Regions from separate parts of the Hordeum vulgare genome. Here region 1 is linked to region 2. The links are chromatin contacts, called in public Hi-C maps. All regions are on one chromosome and are shown on one strand. The core of a region is the stretch at or near the end of the contact, and the rest is flanking DNA. Distances in the headings are between cores, read along the strand shown. Region 1 holds the start of LOC123417211 (pathogen-associated molecular patterns-induced protein A70-like). Region 2 holds the start of LOC123448182 (protein IQ-DOMAIN 6-like).

Region 1 (4,719 bases), core at 1,645-4,144, 340 kb after region 2:
CGATGCGATAAGATTATTCTTCCTCCCATCCGGCCGACTGATTTCGGATTTCTCAACTTGCGTGATTCACTCTGGGCCGCTGGGGCCATGGGGTGTTGATGTTCGACGACCCGCAGGTAGCGTGTGGAGGGAGAACTCCGGGTCTACCACAGTCAGGTTGGGCAGCGGCGGGGGAGCCACCATCACCATGTGCGTGCGTGACGTGCGAACTGGATGGTCGGCTGGGGAACAAGTTACACGAAGCGCAGCAAAGGTGGGACGAAGGACGAACCCTCGAGAACGACATGGACGACAGAAGGTGGTAACGCTCGTACCAACTTCAACCGTGCGATCCAAATGAAGGCACATTTTATCCATATTTTGTTCATTTGAATCGATCCGTCCGTTCTCCTTCACAAATGGATTAGCTGTGTGTCCAACGAGATGACTTGCTTTTCGTTCGTGCACATATAATTTTTAACATTAAATTGGTCCGCGATCACAGGTTATGCCAGATGTCATACCAGCTTCGAGAGTTTACATTGACCATATGCGAGCGGTCGGAATACATATGCCAGCCTACAAAAAATACACAATTTTTCAGCTGTGCGTATTTGCCAGCGGGTCGACACACATGTCAGCACACAGAATGAGAATGTAGTTCGACCACGTCATCTCGACCGTGGTCATGCCCACACACCGCGGCATGGATCAGTCTTCTTTGTGGTTGAACATGCCGGCCTTCATCTTTCGAATCAAGACTGTTTCCTTTGAGAGACCGTGCTCAAATCGGCCTTCATGATCTCGACCCCCTTCATCATGCAAGCTAGCCGGACTTCTCTTACTTTGGTGGCTGCTTTAATGGCCTTGATCTCTAGCATCTTCGCTTGCTTTTCCGTCTCTAACGCGAGCTTCTTGTTTTGTATCTTCATGAAAGCCCTAATTTGCTCATCCTTATCTTGTCGATGCTTCTTCTTCCTTGAGTCTTTGTTCGCGATCATGCCTTGCAAAGTAGCTTGCAAGACAAGGGACGTCGCCTCACGCATGTCCTTTTTCTTGAAGTTGGTCTACCCACGCGACCGCGACTTCCGACCCTCACCATGCTCTTCAAGGGCTTCCTTTCCTCCACGCGCCTTGACGACAGCATATTGTGCTTTGAACTTTTCTTCTTCATTGATGATCATCCAACAAGGAGTGAGGTGAAAGACTTGCCTTATAGTGGACCTTCAATGCTTTCAAAGCTTGGAAGACCTACAAATGAGCAAGCATGTCAACATACCAAAGTAGGCAAGATACAGGACAATCAATATAAAAAAGCATGTCGGCTTACTATGTCTTTCATGTCGATGCCGCTCACGGGACAGGCCTCGATGCTCTTAAGAGTTAATAGTGGAACAAAACTTGTTGAACTTTTGTTGTATCATCCTCCAACGCTTGTCGAGAGAGACCCACCCACGCTTGCTCTTCATTCGGTATGGTTTAACCTTCTTGTGCTCGTGGAACTCGTGATGCACTATTTGCCAAAATGTCGAAGCCTTTTGCTCGGAACCTATCTTGGGGTCTTGACCAATGTCTCTCCAACAGTCACAAAGAAGTTTATCCTCATTTTGTGTGTATGCTTTGGTCCGCTTGCTCTTCAGCTTGTTATTCTTGGCATTGGCTTGGGCGGGGAGCTCATCGAACAAAGGCTCTCTATCAATGTCCACTTCATCATCCTCTTCATTAAAGGCCATAGTCTTTCGAGAACTTGTGATCAAGCGGAAAAGAGTTGCCCAAGCCGAGTTGGTCCTCCATAAGGGGTCGGGAATGCCTTCACCAAACGAGTACACCATGCCATCTTGGCTTTGCATCTCATCGGGATCGTAAGGGATGCCACGGCCACCACCTTTGAAGATGAGGCCCTCCATGAGCACGCGGTTGGCCTCGTCTTTCGCAGTCGGCATTCCGTCGAACAGGTCGCGGGCGTTCTCCATGGCGTCGGCGGCGAGCTCACGAGGCCGTTTTCACGCACCCCCGGAGGACAATCCACCGCCCACAAGCACAACATTGAGGTCGATGCCCGCGGGTGCTGGAGTGCCAGGTGCGATCACGCTCATCTAGGGTGAACCGGAGCCTGTAGTGTAGGACAGGACAGGAGGTCTGCGGGTGGCGCCGCTGAAAGCCGTGCGTCGCCGGCGTGGAGGACATGCGCAGCGAGTCCGGAAGTTGGTGACGAAGGGGCTACGAGCCGGTGCTAGACGTGGCCGCAATGGCAGCAACAAGCCCGTGCTGCTTGGGTTTAACCCTAGCATCAGCAGGGTTTGCTTCGTAGCGTCGCGGACGAGCTGACTGTTCTTCATGATGTTGGCCTCTTCCTCCAAGGCGACGGTGAGGGATGACGCGGCCGCGACCTCGTTCCTGGCTTTTTGCAGATGCCGGCGGCTCTTCCTCCTCAACGATTGTCCGACGCGCTCCTCGGGCGTGAGGACCTTCTTCTTCTTGGCCGGCGCCGGACCTTTTCGCTTGCCGCGGCTCCCGGCGTCGAGGGTCGGCGCGTCGTCGTCCAGGGCGCGCGGGGAGAGGTGGGCGAGAAATTTTTGGTGGAAATGATGGCTCTGTGCCACCGACGAGAGGGTGAGGGGGAGGAGAAGGGCGGGCGTCGCGTGTACGTCTTTTGTACGCGTGGACGCAAATTCATTTCAATTTTAAACTTGGAGTAGACACAAAATGAATGAAAAGCGTAGATGCGTCTATTTAATCGACGTGTTGGTTTGTGTTTTCCGTTCGCGACGATCTGAACGAATACGGGTCGACGAAATGGGTCGCGTGGTTGGTTGGAGTTAGCTCTCATGAGTCGGGAGCCGGCCGGTGGGTGGAGGAAAACTTGGCTTGGCTGCATGCACACGACGGCAGCGAAATCTGCCGGCAATTGCGTGCGGAGCGTGAGTGAGATGCCGCGTCCGTGTGGCCCGCCCACAGATGCCATGCAGGCAGGGGGGCGGCCAGTCCGCCCGCGATCCCGGCGGGTCGGCACTCGGCACTTGGATTCCCACGTTTTCCACCCGCCAAGTCAGCGCCCCGATCCCCAGCCACCACCACCATACTACCATTTAATCGCTTGCCCACCACCACCGCTTCTAGTTGTAGGACTCCCCGCAACCCAACCCCATCATCCAGCGCCAATCCACCCCGGCCACCACCTCCCCCTCGATCCCCACATCCTGCTCTCCAACCGCGCGCCCTCCTCCCTCCCTCCCTGCCAGCCGGTGCACATGGACGGCGCGGCGGCCGCGGCGCTCGGCGCGTGGGAGGCCGTGCGGGGCTTCTTCACGCCGGCCACGCTCTTCCTCACCGTCAACCTCGTCATCGGCACCATCCTGCTCACCTCCCGCTCCCACCAGCGCCGCCGCCAGGGCGGCCACGACGCCGACGACGCGCGCCGCCACGACCACCACCAGCAAGAACAACAACGGTTCCAACACGTGGAGCCGCAGCAGCAGCAGCATCAGGAGGATCTGTACTACCGCGACCAGCAGCAACAGCAGCAGCAGTACGTGCCCCCGCCGCCGGCGCCGCTCGCGCGCACCTCGTCGGTGCTCGACCGCCTCCGCTCCATCGGCCTATACCGCTTCCGCTCGGGCGACTTCCCGCCCGAGTACGGTGCTGGGGCCGACTCGCGGGACGTGACGGTCTCTCCTGAACCGGCGCCGACGGTCGGAGATGCTCACCACGCCAGGAGCCGGTCGGAGCCCCCGGCGCGGGAGGAGGCGAGGCGGGCGCCGCCGTCCAGGATGAAGAGGTCGAGCTCCGAGGCGAGGAGGGCCGAGGTGACCCCGGCGCCGGCGGCTCGGGTGGTCCAGGCAGCCGTGCTGGAGGAGGACGACGACGACCTCGTGGAGCACGCGAGGGCGGACAACGAGTTCATCGACAGCAACAGCTTCGCGACACCGCCGCCGCAGCAGGCAGAGGAGGAGGAGCAGCACTACCGCGAGGAGTACGTGCCTCCATACAGGCCGGCGCCGCTCGCGCGCGCGCCGTCCGTCCTGGAGCGCCTCCGCTCCTTCAGCCTCTACCGCTTCCGCTCCGGCGACCTGGCCCCCGAGCTGGCCGCCTCGCAAGACCACGCCGTGTCCGCCGTCGCGGCGGCAGACGAGAAGAAGACGCAGACGACGCAGTACGGCAGGAGCCGGTCGGAGCCGGCGCGGGAGCAGAGCAAGAAGGGCAAGAAGCCGGCGGCGAAGATGGGCAAGTCGAGCACGGAGGCGAGGATGCTGCCGCCGCCGCCGCCGCCGCCGATGGAGGAGGCCGTGGAGGAGGGCGGCGTGGACGCGCGGGCGGACGACTTCATCAACAGCTTCCGGAAGCAGCTGCAGCTGCAGCGGCTCAACTCGCTGCTCAACTACAAGGAGATGCTCAACCGCGGCGCCTAGTAGCAGAGCAGCCCGCCGGAGAAGACAAGAAAGATTGCACCGTGCTGCCGATGCTTAGCGATTGATTAGCGGATTATTAACTACATACATTTCCCTGCCTGTGATTAGAGTGTGTGCTAGTAATACTGTGGCGCTGATTAAACGGTTAATTGCTCGAGCATTTTTTTTGTTCGATCTCGCTGTCTACTATCTGTCTCGGTTGTGTTCCAAATGGCATCATGCAACATGTAGCTGAGTAGGCGTTGATGAAGATGAACAGTGAGTGGTGATGCTGCCGAACGTGCGTTGCTGGTGCGGGGTGGTTTGTGCGTCCCGATCTCTCTCGCCTTCG
Region 2 (5,064 bases), core at 919-3,418:
CATGAATATTTGGAATCTTCAAAGTTCATCTTCTCCTTGTAGCTCTGTAGACGCCGCGACTCGCCGAGGTTTGAGTCCACATGCGTGCTCTCCCAGGGTTTTGTTGCCATCCATCCTTCTATATAAGACTCGTGGTTCCTGAGGGACCTTGCAGGGGAGCTTGGCCTTCCACTGTATCTTGAACTCTGTCGCTGGAGCAATTATGAGCAAAATTCAGTATCAAATTAAGGTGTGTACGCAGTATTACAGATCTCCCATTGGTTCAGCATTTACCTGGTGAGAATGAGCATAAGCAATTGCCCTTTGTCTCTTCACTGCGCCCTCATGCTTCATGTGCATCCTTGATTTTACTTGGTTGACAGAACCCTGCCTGTCACACCATTGTTCCTACAGTGCTAACAATGTTAGTTACGTCACAAACCAGTATGATATCACATCTCTTAATCAACTTACATAGTTCCTCCAATGGAAACACCAAATATATTATATTTGCTCATCCTCATTAGTTTACAGAAATGTAAAAATGTCCTCTGGGCTCCATTGTGTGTAAGCTGTGTTCTGAACTTAAAACATGGTTGGCTATCACTAATTGCATAAGATATCATCTCCTTGGTGTATACGTATTGCTTTTCTCACCTAACATCGTCACTACAAGGATCGATTCAAACATGCATGGTACATGTGAAAGCAAAATCCAACAATCTTATAATGGACTCAATCATCATCCGAAACAAAAGAAGTTTAACTGTCCGTATCAGTCTTAGTCATACTGGTAGAAGTCCTTCTCAGATAAAAGTAGCCATATTAAGCCAGACATCTCTTTCTCTTTAAGGAACCAGTACAAACCTTTCAAATCATGCATAAGCTGCTCTAGAAGAAAAGAAAAATACAAGAGTTGAAATATAAGAACCTACTTGAACTAAATTGAACTCCCTTTGGGAGTCGAGCATTCAGATGACGATTTCCAGCTTCAAAATCATCCCGGAATTCACTCGAAGCGAAACGATCTCCAAAACGCATGGTCAAATAAAATTTTGTTTGTACAAGTAATTATTTACCAACTAGATGCAGAACGTGTGCATGTCAAGATTTGTTACTACTCCATAACTAGAATTCAGATCTGATAAAAAATACTAAATGGCATTCTTTTGGAGGAAACTAATATTTGTGCCATCATACGACTGTTTTTTTTTCCCTTTCGGAATGGAAGCGAGTGGACTCAACAACAGAGCCCATGGGCCACAACTAACTAAAAAGAAGAAGTGGAGGCCCATATTTCAGGAAGGCACAGTCTCCTCCGATCCTCCATCAAATGCTCCCCACAAAAAAAAAAAAAAACATATTCTCACCACAAGGAATGGAGCCATTCAGTCAGCTTTGCATTGCAGGAATAAAAATGACATGTACATTCTCAACATTACCGAGTAATGCAAATAGTACGACATGTTGCGATGGAAACACGTGTGCACCTCGGTTTCCCTGAGAGGGTGGGCGCGGCCGTTGCGGTCGGTGGGCGCGTCCTGTGACTGCGAGTGCGCGTCGGCGGAGCAGCGCGCCCGGCGCTCCATGGCGCGCTCCTGCACCCTCAGCAGCGCCTCCATGCGGCTGAGCGTGACGGCGAGCTGCCTCCGCACCAGCCGGCCGCGCACCAGCGCCTGCAGCCGCACGATGCCCCGCAGCGCCTTCAGCGCCCGCCTCGCCTGATCAACCGCACGCGAGATCATCAGTTCATCGACACCCAGCAGCGCATCAGAGATCAGAATACGTAGTGGTGGCACGAAACCGTGGGAGTAATCTGCGCGTTGGGTTTACCATACCAGGAGGGCGCGGAAGGCGGCTTGGATGCGGACGGCGGCCCACTCCTGCCTGATCACGCGGAAGTCTGCGGGCGGCGCCCGCGCCACGGCCGCGACGACCGTGGACGACGTGGTCGAGGACGTCTCGGAGCCCCCGGCGGCGTCCCTGGACGCGCCCCGCCACAGCCGGCTCCACTTCCGCGGCCCCTTCCCCGGCGCGGCGGACGACGACGGCGCCTTGAGGCCCACCAGCGACCTGATCCACTTCCCCATCGACGTCCGCGTGGCACTGCGGGCGTGAGTGAGGACTGAGGAGGAAAGGGGTGACGACCGATGAAGAAGAAGAACGCCGATGTGGACGAGACAAAACGGAAGCGGGGGTGGTGGGGGAGGTAGCCGTTGTCTTTTTCTCTCCTCCGGGGGGAGCTTCCGACCGTCCGTTTCGCTCCGCCTCGTGCTCGTGGGAGGGCGTTCGATTCGAATTTCGAACGGCGACAAGGAAAGCTGGCCCCGATGGCGAGCACGCCGGGGACGCTGACCGCGGGCCCGGCACTCGAGTTGGGGGTGGGACCCACGTGTTTGCTGGTTCAGGTGGGAGGAGGCACGCCGGAGTTCCCGTGGCGCGTCGGTTTCCGGGAAAGAAGGACGCGTCTGGAACGTGGCTTTCTCGTGGGATGGGCCCGGGACGCTGACCCGTCGGGTCCACGGCGAACGTGGGCGCACATGTCAGTAACGGACGGCCTTGGGGGAGGCGGGGACGATGGGCTCGCGCTGGCCGGTCGACGGCGGCCTCGCCACGGCAAGGCGTCGGGAGCCGTGGGCACAACGGACCATTGGTGCGCTTTCACGCGCTGTTTCTCACAAGTATAGATGAATGATAAACATCTATACACGGCGCTCTCGGAGAACCGTTTCGGCCGGACGCACCACATTCATTCGATTTGCGTGGATCGGCGTTTCCCTTTGCGCAGGCCGTCGTCGTCCCCTCGCGTACTTCCCCCGCGCGCCCCTGCGCTGTTGCCGTCGACATCGCCGGCCCCTGCCTTCGTCGGGTAGATCCGCGGTGTTCCTTTAGGCCGGCGTCTCTCCCCTGTTGGATCTCGTTCCGTCGGCCGTCATGGAATCGCATCGGATGCCACCGGTGTTGGAGACGAAAAGCTATGACAGAGAAGACGATGTTGCAACCGGGGACGAAAAAATCTTCAAACCGGCGATAAAAAATGCTACAACCGGCATTGTCGAAAGATTCAACCAGAGACGAGGGGAATCAAGGGCCACCCACCACGCAAACCGCGAATGTTGCAACCGACGATGAAAAAAGTTTCAACCGGTTAGAAAAAAGCTTCAACCGGCGACAGCGAAACACAAAAAACTGCAATCGTTGACACAAGAGCTTCAACCATATGTCTGAAAAGCTTCAACCACAGACCGACGAGGAAAGCCTGTCATTTTTGCTACAACCAGCAAAAAGCTTCAAGCGACATGGAAAAAGCTTCAATCGTTATGGAAAAAGCTTCAAATGACATGAAAAAAGTTTCAACCAAAGTGAAAAAAGCTTCAAACTGGAGTTCGGGGGACAAGCGTGTGCGCGCACGAGCGGCGACGACAGGGGGAGAGGGATGGGGTGCTCGTGCGGCAGGAAGTCGGAGGCACGCGGGGTTGTGCGCCGGCTATCGCAGTCATATCGAACGACTGTCGCCCGACCGACGGGAGCGCTCGCGCTGGTACGCCGACGCAGAGCGGTGCCCATGATAAAAATATCTACAACCGGCGTCACCAGGCGGATGGACCTCTGTGTACTCGATAGCTAAGGGCCAGTTCTTTTGACTCAATTCTTAAGAATTATTTCCCGAGAAATTACAATTTCAAAAGAACTCGTTTCTTCCCGATCATTATGTGAGAATTACGAGAATTACTAGTGCATTTTCAGAATTGTGAAAACCAGACAATTCTGACAATTCTAGCCAGCCACTCAAAAGAAAACCTTTCGTTTTGAACTGCTATCCCTATTGAATGGCGATATTACGTTCAAATTGCCACTAGGAATACACCGCAACAGGGCCAAAACAGAGCCACCCGTTTCGTTCCACCACCCCAGTGCCGCCGCCAGCCGTCAGATCCCCGCCACCCTGCGTCGCCGCCTCCCCAGACAGGCCACCCTAGTCCTGCACAGCCGGGCCGCCACCCCTGCGCCGCCGCCGCCTCTTCTCCTCATATCCATCCCGCCGGGCCGCTGCATCTCGACGCCTCCCGCCCGGCCACACTGCTCCTGCGTCGTTGGGCCACCACCCTATGCCGCCGGACCGCCACATCTCGACGCCTCCCCACCCGGCCACCCTACTCCTGCGCCGCCACCGCCCCCTCTCCTTCTCTCCATCCCGCCGAGCTGCCAAATCTCGATGCCTCCCTACCCGGTCACCCTGCTCCCACGTCTCCAGGCCGCCACCCCTTCTCCTCCTCTCCTTCCAGTCGGGCCGCCACATCTCGACGCCTCCCCGCCCGACCACCCTGCTCTTGCGCCGCCGCCTCCCCTTCTCCATTTTCAGTCTAGGGGCGTTTTAGACATTTTAACATACAACTCAAACAACAATTACATGCTAGAATTACATAAAAGAACTGGACAGACAATTTTGTGGCGAGACGATTATGTGGGCAGTTTCCGAGAATTATGATTTTGAAGAATTATGAGGTGAACAGAACTGGCCCTAAGAGCATCTCAAACCGTTAAGGCGCCCCCACGAGCCGAAATAAGTCCGTCTATGGTCAACCGGCAAAAAAATGGCTTGAGCGGCTTTAGGTTGCCACCCACGCCCTCACCTAGCCGGTCAAGTAAACGACAGTAAGTAAATGAAGCTTTGGTAATATGTGGAATATGTCCGGGGGCTATAATTTTCACTAGAGGCATCTCTCTCAAGAACATAACATACGGTGGGTTGACAAATTATTGTTGAACAATTAATAAAAAAGCGCATAGTTATGATTTTATTCATGGTATGATCATGTACATAAGCATTACGTCTGTGACGAATAGACTCACTCCTGTCTGCATCTACTACTATTACCCAACCAATCGACCGCTATCAGCATGCATTTATGGTATTAAGTTCATGATAAAAAGAATGACGCTTTAAGCAAGATATCAAAATGTATACAAAGTATGACAAGCAATATGTTTATACCCTGTCGTTTTATACTTAGTAGCAACAATACAAATACGTGTCTCGCTACTCCTTCTGTCACTCGGAGAGGACACCACAAGATTGAACCT

Evidence for each region. Hi-C and Micro-C count contacts between places; a contact is called where the count stands out from the background.
Region 1: a contact with region 2 is called in a Hi-C map of leaf, with 5 times the contacts expected there. The contact joins the promoter of LOC123417211 here to the promoter of LOC123448182 in region 2. A contact is called at or near these places in 2 of 6 Hi-C or Micro-C datasets (both in leaf).

The regions. Positions count from the first base shown.
Region 1 is chr1H:486,234,095-486,238,813 of MorexV3_pseudomolecules_assembly, forward strand. LOC123417211 (pathogen-associated molecular patterns-induced protein A70-like) reads left to right here and starts at 2,895. Exons shown (of 1, transcript XM_045106888.1): 1 at 2,895-4,638. The coding sequence starts at 2,910. The coding sequence ends at 4,388.
Region 2 is chr1H:485,890,824-485,895,887 of MorexV3_pseudomolecules_assembly, forward strand. LOC123448182 (protein IQ-DOMAIN 6-like) reads right to left here and starts at 2,169. Exons shown (of 4, transcript XM_045124996.1): 1 at 1,818-2,169; 2 at 1,470-1,700; 3 at 274-387; 4 at 1-191. The coding sequence starts at 2,069.